Linked DNA regions of Rattus norvegicus: region 2 is linked to region 1. A link is a contact called in public HiChIP or PLAC-seq data. All regions are on one chromosome and are shown on one strand. Each heading gives the region's core, a stretch centred on a gene start, on an enhancer-like site or on the middle of the called end of the contact. The rest is flanking DNA. Distances are from core to core; before and after follow the strand shown.

Region 1 (7,322 bases), core at 3,460-5,959:
AGGTAGTTTCATAAAAACACATTTAATGGTATGACTTTGACATAGCACCACACTCTGACAAAGAGAATGCTTCTAATGACCACCTGGAAGCAGGTCTTACAAACTCACGAACTGAGAGGTCTGCAATTAAGCAATCAAAACACTTTAAATAGGAAATCTTTATTCACACCAAAACTTTTGACTATAAAAAAAACTGGGAAGGAGTTCTTTTCCCAGAAAAATACATTTCCCAAACATTTTTTCCTCGGGAGTAAGAAGTCGTGTAACTATGTGACTGTGTGTCGTGTGAGTGAGCGCAGATGCCTGGGTGACAGGGGAGAGCAGCAGGAGCTGGGAACTCAATTCAGACCTAAATGCTCTTCACTGCCGAGTCTCCTCAACATTCCCCACCCTCAACAAAACTAAAGACAGTAATAAATTAGTAACTTTTTAACTGTATACATGAGGAAGCTGATGAGCCTTAAAGAGGATAAGAGACCAACTCTAGATAACCCTAGCTTCAAGAGCCTTGAGCAGATATAGAGCTCAAATATCCAATCCCTAACTGTTTCCACTCAGGTAAGAACTCTTCCTGTTTATTTAAACCTTTTCCCTTAGAGGAAGTGAACTGACTTGAGAACAGCACACAGAACAGGAATATAAAGGAGACGGCAATTCTAGATGGGCTTCCAGATGTTCCACAAGCCAAAGGAATTAGTTTCTTGTACCAACAACTGAATGTCATATTTCACTCTTGAGGTTAGACTTCTAAGTGGCTGTAAGTCCCTCAAAGTACAGAGGAAGAGGGAGGCCACCACCTTTGTAGGCCAGAACTGAGTTTCTTTTAGGATATACCAGATAATCTTAAAGTCAATCTTATAAACAGATTATATTTGTGTACACAAACCTAAGTATGAAAGGGGGATGGGTACAATGAGGTGAAAATTTAAATTTTAAATTATAAAATATCAACTAATGGATAAAACATATTGCTTTATTTTTTTAAAGATATATATATATTATTTATATATATATATATCTTATATATATATAAGTACACTGTTGCTGTCTTCAGACACACCAGAAGAGGGCATCAGATCCCAAACAGATGGTTGTGAGCCACCATGTGGTTGCTGGGATTTGAACTCAGGACCTCTGGAAGAGCAGTCAGTGCTCTTAACCACTGAGCCATCTCTCCAGCCCCATATTGCTCTATTTAGCACCAACTTGGTAAGTACCAATATTATATGTGTGTGTGTGTTTGTCTATCTACCTACCTACCTATTATGCATAAGTGACATAGAAATACTGAACAATATACAAAAAGAATGGGAAAATGCTACTTCCCTTTAAAACCAATGAACTGGCCAGCCAGGGTGACCAGCATTAGAAAGATAAAACAATCTGAGTTTGAGGCCAGCCAGAAACTACAATCAGACCCTTGTCTCAAAGATGATTAAAAACAAAACCTAACACACTGAATCTGTTTCTATGTACCAACTGCTCCCATTACTAAGTATCCCTGTACACTTTCCCCACCCCTACCTAATTACCACATTCTGCTTTAGGAACCACTCCCAGAAGCCATCTATTCTTGGATGCCCTCCCCAACCAGTCCACCAAGCTTTCTTCCTGAAATCTCATTCCTTTCCCAGGAAGCCTTAATTTAAAAGCCAGGTTAATCTATTTAGCCACACCCACAGAAAGCTTACTAAGGCCTTAACTCTCTCTGCACTCACTTTATAGTAAGCACCTACTAGTCTGCTGCCAAGTTAATTTATTCATCTGCTCATTTAGAATACTACCCACTGCCCTTAATGATCTGTATCTGCAAGGTCCTTAAATAAGCTACTAGACTAAACAACACATTAGCATTTGTTTAGCATTGAAAATACTATGCCCTTTTTTTTTTTTTTTGAAATTTACAACTCTCCCAACAGAAGGCAACATACAAAAAGAATCAAACACAAATGACCTGATACAGGCTGATAGTACTTCTAAGAAATCCCAGGGAAAACAATGGTAATAAGAGCAAATCAGTGGAGGCCAAGGGCTTTATTTCCCCCCATGTATATTAGGGACAAAAAGTGGTCAGAAACTCAAACTTAGACCTCCAATTTCACTGCAATCTTTTGCCACATAAATCTGGATTTTTTTTTCAAAGAGCTCATTTACAAATGACTGGTGGTTATTTATCTCCCAACATCTTTATTAAAATGTTTCTATTTAAAAAAAAAAAAGGCTAGGCGTGGTGCAATTCTTTACTCCCAGCACTAAGGAAGCAGAGGCAGGCTGATCTCTGTTGAGTTCCAGGACCAGGGTGTGTGGTCTATATAGCCCATTCTAGTTAGAGGAGAGGGAGGGACAGAAGAGAGAATACGTTATGTCCATTTAATTTTCAACTATTTTTCTATCTGCAAATGTTATCTTTGAGTACTGTTACGAAACAGTTGAGATTTAAAACTAATCTTAAAAAAGGTTAATTTCAAATCAAAATTTAAAATTATCCCAATAACATTAAAATATTTCAAAGAGCAGTTTTTATCCTGATTATTTCTATTTACCATTGAGCCCCTTCTAATTCTCTTTAAATGTTACCAACAAAATAACTCAACAGGTTGAAACTATTTATCAAACTGTTATCAAGCGAAGCTTTCTTTTATTCAGCTGACCAGCAGATTTCAACAGTTGGTGCTGTTCAAAGCTGCCTTTGCAATTACACATAAAGTTTGTAGGAACTGAAACATATCAAACATTGCCATTCACAGAAGCAGAAAGCAATGAGTGCATTGGACAGGGATAGTAAGAATTTTACACGAGTAAAAATGTCCCAAGTTTATGTTGCATCTGCTGCAGAGATCACATACTGTCATGTCATTTCCTTCCCAGATTCTCATGGCCTTATGAAACTCAATTCTCGGCTTTTCAGGGTTAAGGCTGCTAAAGGAAGCTTATTTTGTGGTTCCAAGCTAAGAAAAAGGCAGGAATATGGGGGTTGAGTCACGTCGCTCCGCCATTTTCTAAGCGGAGGAAGACATGTTGGAACAAAAACACAACAAAAGAGCAGCCATTTCCCAAACCAGCTCCGATAGCAACCCCAGTAGACCAAACTCACGCACATCCACACCTTCAGGGGACACACTTCAGGGGACAAACGTGTGAACACCAAAGGTACCTCCTTAAAAATAACAAAAAGCCAACCCTTCCGCGTAGGGACCAAAGACGACCCGCACAGTTAACTGCAAACGAAAGCCTCAGGAAGCGGAAAAATGACAGAAGCTGAATGCAGCAGTACAACAAAATTTCAACTAAGTTGGAGAACTAAAAATTACTCAACGATTACGGTTAACTATGGAATCTGGAGGACGCAGTACCAAGACCGATTCATCGCGTCCAATTACCAGCCTCAACCCCTTTCACCATTTCGCAATTCCCAGCGATCGACTACGTGCTCAAGGTTCTTACCGTATGTGAGGGATGCCAACCCCACCTTGAAGAATCTTATACAGTTTGCTCTCGTACAGCAACTGGGGATGCCTGGCCTTCTGGGATTCTAGTTTCACTGCCACTTCCTGCAGAGGAAAGGGGACGATGGTATCAAAATCCCTACGGATTCAAACTCACTTGGGAAACGAGAAATGTTAGCAATGCTTGCTTCCAGTTGCCACTATGAGGACGTGAAGAGACGGGCATGTCCTCTAAATCTAAAGTGAGTGAAACAAAAGGAGTCATCCAGAAAACAGGCAACCTTGGAACGTAAGGCGAGACTTTTAAAAGGAAACTGTTCTAACTGGAACAAGAACCCCAGATTAAATTTGAGAAATACAAAGAAAACCATGGCGATCATACACGACTTCGCCCTTCTCCTCTTAAATAACGGTTAAAATGAAATACTTTGAACAAGGTGGGAAACCTCAGAGCTTACCCTCCCTTTCTATCGGGTTTTTCCTTTTTAGGGAAATAGTGGGGGAGGCTGCTAAGCCAGGAAAACTGGCTCGCTCTGGACTCCCTAGTGCGTGCGTGCGTGCGTGCAGTGGGAAGGTTTGGAGTACTTAGGGGGGTTGGGGGTGAAAAAAAGCCCAGCGTTAACGTTCCCCCAGAACCGGGTGATTACCTCGCCATTGGTGATGTTGATCGCTAGATAAATGTCCCCGAAGGAACCAGATCCGATCTTCCGCACCAGTTTGTATTTCCCACCGACGATAAATTCGGCCTTGGAGCCGCTGCTGCTCGCCATCCTGAGACGCGAAGATGGAGGCGGGGGCCAAGCCCCGACACCTCTGGAAGAGGATGGAAGCCTCCGGGGCTGTTCCACCCGGCAGATCTGAGGAGCGCGGCAGGCAACCTAAAACCAAGGCTTTGTTGGCGTTTCAGGGCGCAAAGGCGGCTGAGAGAAGCCGGATCGCCGCCGCTCGCTGAGGGCCTGGCCGCAGTTAGTTAAGGGTGGTCGCGGCTGCTGAAGCTCGGCCACTTGCTATTTGGGCGGCCGCCGCTGTTTCTTGTTCGCGGCGACGTCGCGGGCTGGGGAAGGGGCGCGGTGAATTAGGGCGGCAGTACCGCTGCCACCACTGCCGCCGGCTCCGGCCCGGAGGGAACCCGTCACTCCGCCGATGCCGCCATCTTGTTACTCCAGCTCCAGCCAACACAAAATGCCCCCAGTCCCCGGGAGCCGCTTCTTCACGGCGCGGAGCACTCTGGGAAAGGGATCTCGGGCGCTCTTTCGGTAGGGTGGGCTGAGAGAGGGAGGGCGGAACCGGATCCGCGAGAGTCGCAACCCACGCTCCTAGCGTCACCCAGCCACGCCCAGGTGCGCCTGCGCACTGAGATGCCTGCGGGCTGCGCAGGTCTGGTGTAGCCTGTGCTCTTCCCCGCCCGGGCTCACTTCCACTTCCGGCCGTCCGGGGCTCTACTCTTGCTACCTGTTAATCACTTTGGACCCCGAGGGCAGTGTCTTGCTATGCGTCAGGCGAGCGCGTTAGGGAGTCACCTTCTTTTCAAATGTGGCCAATGAAAGCTTCTGGTCTCCTTGGGAGTTGAGTGATCTTTTTTCCGCGTTTGAAGCGGTTTATAGCCTTTGATCCTTTTTCAGGTCACTCTGGAGCCGTCCTTTTCCTGCACAGTGTGTCGAAATAGGTTGTGGCCTCTGATGAGAAAAGCTGCGCCGGGCGAGCTGGGTTTAGGAAGTGGCAGATTCCTACTGATTATTAGTAATTAAGGGTTCAGGGCTCCGTGAAATGTCGCTAATTCCCCTTCCCCCATTTTTTAAGGGAACATGAAGAACCTGGTATTAGTCTCACCCTGTGTCTGTTCGTATTCCTTTGAATACACTTGATCTGAAAGGAGCAATTCTAATAGAAACTTCATTATCACTAGCGTTATGAACAGAAAAACTTGACAATAAATTTGCGCATAATAAAATTTGCTATACTTATCCTTCAAAGAAGCAGTTTCGTCTTGGATCATGTCGAGAAGTACATTATTAGTGCAAAAGGTACAAATGAATATTACAAAATAAAACCGACATCGTTTAAAACAAGGTAATTTTTTATTAAAAACTGATAAAACGGGACTTGTCTTTATTTTCAAGTACAAAATTTTACTGAAAATTAAGGTTTACAAAAGCTCCCTCGGGCACTATGAAACATGAGTATAGCCTGTAAAACTTTTTTAAGTCAATGCTAAAATAAACATTAAAATGGAAAAAATGGTGTATTTTTATTTGTGTGTGTGTGTGTGTGTGTGTGTGTGTGTATGAGTTTTTGTGCATCACATACATGGATGCAAGAGGGAACTGGACTGCATGAACTGGAATCACCGGTGCTTGAGAGGTACCTGATGCAGGTAACAACTGGTCTCCAGGTCTTCTGTAAGAGTAGTTAAGTTCTCTAAACCACTGAGCCATCACTCCAGACCTAGGAAAAATGAAAAAAAAAAGTCTTAAATACAACTTTGAACACTGGTACAGTAGTTAGAAGTAGAGACTGTCTAGGGCTTAACAAGTAGTTCTGAAGGATAAGTGAACTAGGGTTGGCAAAGCATACGTGACACACACACACACACACACACACACACACACCACATCTTGATGGAGGATGAAAAATGCTGTGTTGGTGCAGTAGTGAGAGCACTAGAGAACTAAACTGGGTGATTTTCAAAGGTGTGCATTTAGATAGGTGCAAGTCTAGCAAAGTGTTCCACAGAATTATAGAGGAACAGTGCTTGGTTCTTCTGCAACCAATCTAATTTCATGTATTTTATTGAGATTCTTATCTTCTTACATTTGTGTCATTAAAATACATTTTCGGAGGTTGGGGGGCTGCCAGAGGACCGGAGCTCTTGCAGTTCTCTTAGCAGAACCTAGCATCTATATGGTGATTCACAAGTGTTTGTAATGTCGGTTCCAGAGGATCAGATGCCCTCTGGTCTCTGAAGCAGCTTACCCACATGGTGCACAGGTATGCATGCAGTCAAAACACATATACACATTAAGTAAAAAACAACCTTTTTTTTTTTTTTCTCTCGGAACTGAGGACCGAACCCAGGGCCTTGTGCTTGCTAGGCAAGCGCTCTACCATTGAGCTAAATCCCCAACCCCAAGTAAAAACAACCTTAAAAACTGGTGCTGAGGGTCAATGATTTTCATTTTAAATCTTTATTTGGAAACTTTTAAAAGTCAACTTATATATCTAACTTGTAAAAAAAAAGGAATTGTTAGAAACCCAACCCCCAAAAACCTCACTTTTGGACCTTCTAAAATTACTTTAAAAATGACTAAAAATTGTAGGCCCTGGAGAAATTTAGAGATCGAGTTTGATAAGTACTACATTTCAAATACAACTTGCAGAGTGCTTTCACACACACCATTTGTGCCCTCAAACTGTGGAGCCCAAGGTCCCGGAGACCTTAATGACAAAGGCGGGACTGGAATCTCAACTTAAGCAAGGGAGAACTTTTGAAAAGAGTTGAACACAAGTTTGAACAATCGTGTCCCGGCAATTACATCTGTATTTATTGACAAATCTAGATTTTTGAGTGGCTACAATTGCTTTGAAGCCTGTGCTCCTCAAGAAAAGCTCTCTGGTTGGTAATCAGAGTGTGTTTGGGGTAAAATAAGAACAAACACAAGAAGTTGAGGTGGATTCAGAAAACGCAAGCTGGCTTGTCCATCGCTTGGATCGCAAACCTACAAATCAGTAGAAAAAATAGCAACACCGTTAGAACAAGTACATCAAGCGCTGCCCCAGGTGCTGACTATCAAACACCCCTGAGGATACTCAAGTATCAGAAGCAGGAGTCGATGGAGGGCTTGAAAAACTGGAGGAGACCGGAAATGTACTTTTGGG
Region 2 (6,854 bases), core at 2,994-5,493, 160 kb before region 1:
ACAGTTTTCTGTTTTAGAGCCAGACGACAGCCACTAGAACCTTCCAGGTTTGAGCATTTTTAAATCAGATTATCTGAGCATTGAGAGGGTAAAGAGAGCTGATCGCTGGTGCGTTTTAAGCACAGTGGCAGAGGGATGGGGTTCCGATGCCGACACTGTTGCACGCATTGGAGGGTGGAGTCCGTTGCTGTCAGTCAAGTCCTTACCTATTTAATGTGACACTGAAGCTCCTGGGACTGTGGTTGGAAGACTAAGTCTCTGGCCAGAGGAAGTCGTCATCTTGTACTAGGAGGCCCACAAGCCTGTTTCCTTATCTGCTACAAAGTGAGACTGTTAAGGAAAACCAACAGGATGGTGGCTCATGTCTGCCACAAGGGTGCTAAGCCTTTTCCAAACACTTGATATTTTTTATAGGACCTCAAGTCCTAGGCAACCTCTTTTCTACGCCACTCATGACTGTCTCAACACTGGGCTTTTAGGTCTGTTTTTAACATATTCATCTCCAATAAAGATGAAACTGTTCAACTCTGAGAGGTCAGAGGGTAATCAGGAAGAGGGAAGTTGTGTGCCTCAGAATAACCAGCTGATGGGTTTGCTAGTCTTGATATGTTAGCCACCTAAGATTTACCATACTTCAGCTTCACTGAAACCTTACCAGCCTTTGAAGTAGCTGGAGACCAGAGCAGGAAAATCACCTCAGCAGTCACCTCACGAGTAGGGCGTACACATTAGGGGTCATGGTCCTGGGTCCAGATTGGGCTGTCTGCTGCTAACTGAGGATAACCTCGGACGTCATTCAGCCCCTCTGGTTTTCACTATAAGAACACACTGTGATCGTACTCTCACCCCAAGACTCCTGGCTGATATTTAATGAACTAATTCAGGGGAACATCTTCTTTCTATACTGCTGAAAGCTGGAAATGCTTAAGTCACAAGTAGATTTTAATATCAGCTAGATGAGAAAGGTGTGACTCAAAAACCTTTGTTCTTTCTGTAAAGGAAAAAAAAATTTAAATTGTAACAGCTATCAAAAGACATCCAAACCAAAGGGAGGGTTTTCATTCCAAATCCGACCTCCATATCTTCAGTGACAAAGACTTGGGTTCCAGTGCTTTTTAAAAGATGTATATTCTGCAGTGGGTGCCCAGCACTGTGCCTTAAGTACCCGTCACATTCTTTCTTAGGAATGCAGTTATTTTAGGGTTAAATGCCTTCTCCACAAGTAGATCTTAAGCTCAAAGGAAGAGGGGCCCTACATCATTAATCATTAACATGAGACCATGGCACCTGCTCGGCATAAGCATGTATCGCCTGAGGCCCATGTTCAGAGCACACCTAGTGTTTGCCTTCTGGAAAATGTTTCTCCTTAATCATGTTTGGACAAGAGGTTCTGCATTTTACTCTCGTCTTTTAAATAGTGCAGCCAGAAACCAGCAACATGACTCAGGATGTAGGGGGTGGGGGGCTTGCTGCCAACCCTGAGAACCTGAGCTTGATCCTCTGAATCCATGATGAAAGGTTGGACAGAACCCATTCTCATAAGCTGCCCTCTGACCTGCACACTGGCACTCATACCGACCTCCACCTGTACCTATCTACATACACAAAATAAACATTAAAAAAAGTTTTAAATAGTAGCCAGCCCTAGTATTTACTGCCTGTACTTTTACACTAAGATTCTGTGAGACCAATTTTAAAAAAATTTATTTTTTATAGTTCAATGTGATTTAAAACCCTTATTTCTTAAACCCAAATCTGTGGATCTCCAGAAGCAGTTACACCTAATACATTTATGAATAAAAGCCAAATTTAAAGTCAGCCTGGTCTGCATAGTAAGTTTTAGGCCAACCAGGGCTACACAGATGGTCTCAAACCTGACACATGCACACATGTGTATTACATATACATGAATAGACACATGTATGTAAGTACTCAGTCTAAGCTGTGTGGCTAAAAGAACTATGAGCACAGCCACTAAAGCAAACGCCAGCTCCCGTACTCCATTACTAGTGTGCCTTTGTGGTTTTCCACAAAGTGTGCCACAGGTCTGAAGGGAACTCAAGGTTCAGCCTTCCCAAGTCTGAAGTGTTACATTCTTAGGGCCACTCATCCTTACTGGGGAACCTTACACAGGGTCACAAATCGGTCAGGGCCTCAAGTTTCTTATCTGGGAGAGTTTGTGACCACCATGCTAAGTGCACTAGTATAGAGCACATGAGGACAATAATATGTGTTGGCTGTCACATCTGAGCTGGACCTTAGCCGAGATCAAAGATACAGAAGACTGACTTCGTGGAACTGCAACAGGCAGAGGACAAAGTCAGACCAAGTTGCTATGGTAAAAGTTAAGTTTATTTTGGTGAGGATTCAGGGTGCTTAAGGAGCACATCCCACTCCTTAAAAAATTAAACACTGGTCCATTTTCACACTCAGACATCCTTTCATCTAAATCCCCTAATTTTTTTCTAAAAGAAAGGTCACATTAATCCCAGCACTTGGGAAGCAGAGAGAGGTAGGAAGATCTCCAAGTTTGAGGACAGCCTAGTATATATAAATTGAGTTTCAGGACAGCCAGGACTATACAGGGAAACCCTGTCGAGAGTGGGGTGTGGGGGAAGCAGCTGTGGCTGGCCTAAAATTTAATGTGTAGACCTGGCTGGCTTCAAACTGACAGAGATCTAGTGCTGAGATTAAAGTCATGCAACACCACACCAAGCAAAACACTAAAATGTATCTACATCTTGGACTGGGGAAATGGCTCAGCAGGGAAAAGGTGCTTGCCACCAAGCCTGATGACCTGAATTCAATCCCCAGAACCCAAATAGTTTTAAAGACAAAACTGACTACTGCAAATGATCCCATGACTATATGCATTCCTTGGTGTAGGCATATACATACCTATACACATGTATTAAAAAAAATAAAATTGACCTATATCTTCACTGACATCACCCAACTTCATTCATTCATTTAACAAGTATTTATTGGGCAAGGAAAAAAATATCAGTGATCAAGACCTACCACAAAATTCTAGATTGCAAAAAAAGAAGCAAGGAAAAATATGACGTAAGGATAGCGACTTGCATGGGGTTGTCAGGTTTCTCTGAAACTCCACCACAGTGGTAGGAATGAGCTGGCCAGCACTGCAATCCCAGCACTGAAGAGAGTTCAGGACTGCATAATAAGAAGGCCCTCTGCCAAGAACCAGAACAAAGCATTCCATCCTCTCCTGCCTAGGCTCTTCCAGCAGTGTATCTCCCCTACCTCTTTTTACACCCTTCGATTTTCTCTGAACAGCAAAGTAGCTTTCCAATTCTGAGGAAAAGCCTGGAATGTCCTAGGCAAGCCTTTCTGAGTTACGTCTCCAGCTCTCCAGTAATTTGACACCACCTCGCTGTTACTCAGTCTGGGCTCTTGTGACCCTCTTGCCTTAAAACTAAGTGGGTGGGATTACAGGCCTGAGTAACTGTATCTGTTGTCAAGTCACTGTACTCATAATTGGACAATATAGTTTTGCCCTGAACGCGCTTAGATTTTAAGAGGAAACAATATACACCATTAGCACACAGTTAGGTTGGAAAACAAGTCTGGAAAGAAAAACTATGGGAGCGTGACTGGGGAAGATGCAGGTTGCACCAATTTCCCAGTCTTAACGTCTTCGCCATATTGTATTTTTCCCTTCCAACTCTCCCTCTTCACTGGCTCTTTCTTTACAACGGATGTCACTCCCTGAACCACTTTTCATCTACCAGTTTTCGACCTGTACTCTAGTCTTTCCTTTGCAGTTTTTTTATGTGCATGGCGCATACATGACTGAGGTCATGGTGAAGTCAGAGGGCATGTTGAGGAAGTCGGTTCCATCCAAGTGGGTCCCAGGATCGAGCTCACGTTGTTGAGACTTGCTGGCCAGCGCCTTTGCCTGGGGAGTCATCTCATCGGCTCTGAATCTACTAAACTTTCGCAACGCCGTGTCCCCCGCCTCGTTTAAGCATTTTACACTCATTGTGTGTTCGCTTCTCGAGGATGAGGTGAGGATCCACTTAGCTCACAGTGAACCTCGCACCTACTACGAGCCTCTTGGCACAAGCATCCACATGACTATGACTAGATGAACTACGAGGTAGGAGGGTAGCGACCTGACCGGAAAAGCAGGGTAGCGCACAGGAAACCGGAAGTCCCCGCCTACTGGGGGCGTGGTTTTTCAGAGCGCGACTCTCCACTTGGCTCGAGCGCGCACGCGCATTGTCGGCGCTCTAATCTGGAACATGGCGGCGCGTTCGCTGTGGGCGGTGCAGCGTCTGCAGCGCCTACTGGCCTCCGGGGCTGTGTCAGAGAGCAGGTAAGAGGGGCGGCGGGACCGGGCCGGCAGTGGCGTGAGCGCGCCGTGGGCAACCATGGGAAGGAAGTTGAGGGCTAACCGGGCGCCGGCGAGGACCAGCCTCAGGTCCCATGACCCGGCGTCCCCGCCGCGTCCCTTGCAAGGGAGGCTGAGGCCCATAGGCGCGCTTTTCCCGGTCAAGAAAGATAAGTGGCTCCGAGGCCATTCCTGGGAGGTAGAACCCTGTGCCTGACTGAATCGGAGATGAATTCTTTCCTAGCCCCTGCTCACCTGTTTCTTGCAGTGATGAATGTATTAGGGTTCTTAGCCGGACTCCATGTGGTCTTAGGGCAAGCAATCTCTCCACCTTCTCAGGGGCGTTCTTTACCTGAGTGTAAAAAGAAAGCAGTAGACCTGGGTTTTCCTAATGGCCAGCCCATCAGTCTTGGGGATACTTTAATTTACAGTTGCCGTCAGTGGACTTTAGAACTGTGGTTGGTTCTTTTATTATTTCGTGTTTAATAGTTGAGGAAACTGGAATTTTGGGAATTTTGCTAACTCCTCCAGACTTAAATCTTAAGGAAGTAACCCTGTCAAGAAACCAGTTGTGATTCACGAACAGGTGTTTTGTGTTAGCTCATTCCTGAGAATGAATAAAAAGACTGTCTGTGAGTTAGAGAACTCCGACTTGTAAATTAGCTGCGGGGAAATCCAGGAAATTTGCATCCATTTGTCACTTTTCTTTTTAATCGTAGTGCACCTGACCTAACACCCGCCATACCAGAGCTATGAGATGCTTAGGGCAGGGTGGTTTATTTTCAATCTTTTGGCAGTTTGTTGCGTGAGTAAGGAAATAATCAAACATTAGTTTCCTTTCCAGGAGTAACTATTCTGAACACTGACCTTTTTCTCTAAACTGGCCCTATTTTGACCTCCTATCTGTTTACCCAGGGTAAATGTAATTTTCTAGGAGGGAAAGTCTCTGACCATGTGTAATTTGCTTCAGACATATTTTTCTGAACCAAATAATTGGAACCATGTAGAACTGGATGTCAAACCATAATAAAATTTGAGAACCAGCCTGAAATGTCTGGGAGATGAAAGTTCTCTCACGTGTGTCTCCAAACTAGCTCTGCACTCTGCCTAGAATGCTCTCTTTAAAGCAAACTTTTACTCCCGTCCCCTTAAATTTTTGTTTAGATTTTTCTCAGTGACCACTATCCATTATCTCCCTGTTCCTATAAGCAATGAACTGCTTGCTTTAAAGAGGTCTTGGACCCACAGATTGATTAACCTGGTTGTTTTTTTAACTTGAAATAATGGCCAGGACCCTGAAGGGGTGATGATGAAAACTTCCTTAAATTAGAGGTCAGGACAGGCGCACTCCCAAGATCTGCTCTGAACTAGGTTTTTGTCTACATTTCTATGTAAACTGAACTATTTTAGTAACACCAGGTGCAAGGGCTCACTTCCCTATGCCCATAGAAGCCAAGGTCAGGTGGTTTTATCTGCAAGGTCTGCTGTCGAGGAAGTTGAGAGCAGAAAGTTTACCTTTTCCCTGGCTAGTTGATAGGGTAATTATAGGGAGAGGTGTTTTCTTTCTCTTTTAGGTGGTGAGAATGAGAAAGATCTAATTCTTTTGTGAGGATGTAAATGTCATCATGCTTCTTCACAAGTCATGTGATTCTTTTTAAGGGGCGATTGATTATGTTTTGTGCTTGTGAATTTGAGCCTGTGCTATCAAATGTCCTTAGCAAGGCAAATTGGTTTGTGGGAATGTCCTGTGTCTTTTTTTTTTTTTTTTTCCCTTTTCTTTTTTTTCGGAGCTGGGGACCGAACCCAGGGCCTTGCGCTTGCTAGGCAAGTGCTCTACCACTGAGCCAAATCCCCAACCCCATGTCCTGTCTTTAAAAGCCTGTGTGAAAGTTCCCTGAAAGGATTCCTGAAGCAGTTCCTGAATTTATGTCCCCATTGTTGGGACCCTAGCCATTTGATTAGCTGTGCCATATTTTAGATTGCATAGGTAGTTGAACAAAACCCAAATGACTAAAACAAGATTCTATTTTAGCAACCCCATAGGCTGTTCCAGTCAGAATTTCTCTATCACAGTATAGGTCCTCTTTCCTCCCTGAGAGCCTTATAGTGTGTGGTCACGAAGTCTTAGCTAAGCCTAACTGAGTTCCTTTTACTCAGTAAACCAGAACCATGTTACTTTGTGTGAGTTTGTGTGATAAATATCCTGGCTAAACAACACCAGCTCTGTGTGTTTCTTTTGTTTTGGGTTGGGGGGAGGGTAGTGGTGGTGTTCTTTTAAGACAGGCTTTTTACTGTGCTACCAGAAGGATCCACCTATATCAGCCTTCCAGTACCTGAGACTACAGGTAGTCCCATGCTGCTGTGCCCAGCCTAACTTTGTGGTCCATAACAAGTGATTAAGCCTCGAGCCTCTCATCTTGAGTTTTTCATCACTAAAGTAGGGTTTATTGTGGGGACTGGGGAAAGTCCTGGATCTTGCCTGTGTCGACAGGGACCAGCC

The links. HiChIP or PLAC-seq counts read pairs in DNA pulled down with a chosen protein or histone mark.
Region 2: an H3K27ac HiChIP or PLAC-seq map of oligodendrocytes shows a contact between it and region 1, with 6 times the contacts expected there. The contact joins the promoter of Grpel2 here to the promoter of Csnk1a1 in region 1. A contact is called at or near these places in 4 of 12 Hi-C or Micro-C datasets (Schwann cells, hepatocytes, liver and 1 more) and 1 of 1 datasets of contacts at active chromatin or transcription factors (oligodendrocytes).

Annotation. Positions count from the first base shown.
Region 1 is chr18:57,284,799-57,292,120 of GRCr8, reverse strand. It overlaps Csnk1a1 (casein kinase 1, alpha 1), which reads right to left and starts at 4,709. Exons shown (of 10, transcript NM_053615.2): 1 at 4,094-4,709; 2 at 3,445-3,551. The coding sequence starts at 4,216.
Region 2 is chr18:57,447,797-57,454,650 of GRCr8, reverse strand. Grpel2 (GrpE-like 2, mitochondrial) reads left to right here and starts at 4,243. Exons shown (of 4, transcript NM_001109513.1): 1 at 4,243-4,339. The coding sequence starts at 4,266. Afap1l1 (actin filament associated protein 1-like 1) reads left to right here. Exons shown (of 19, transcript NM_001106142.1): 19 at 1-530.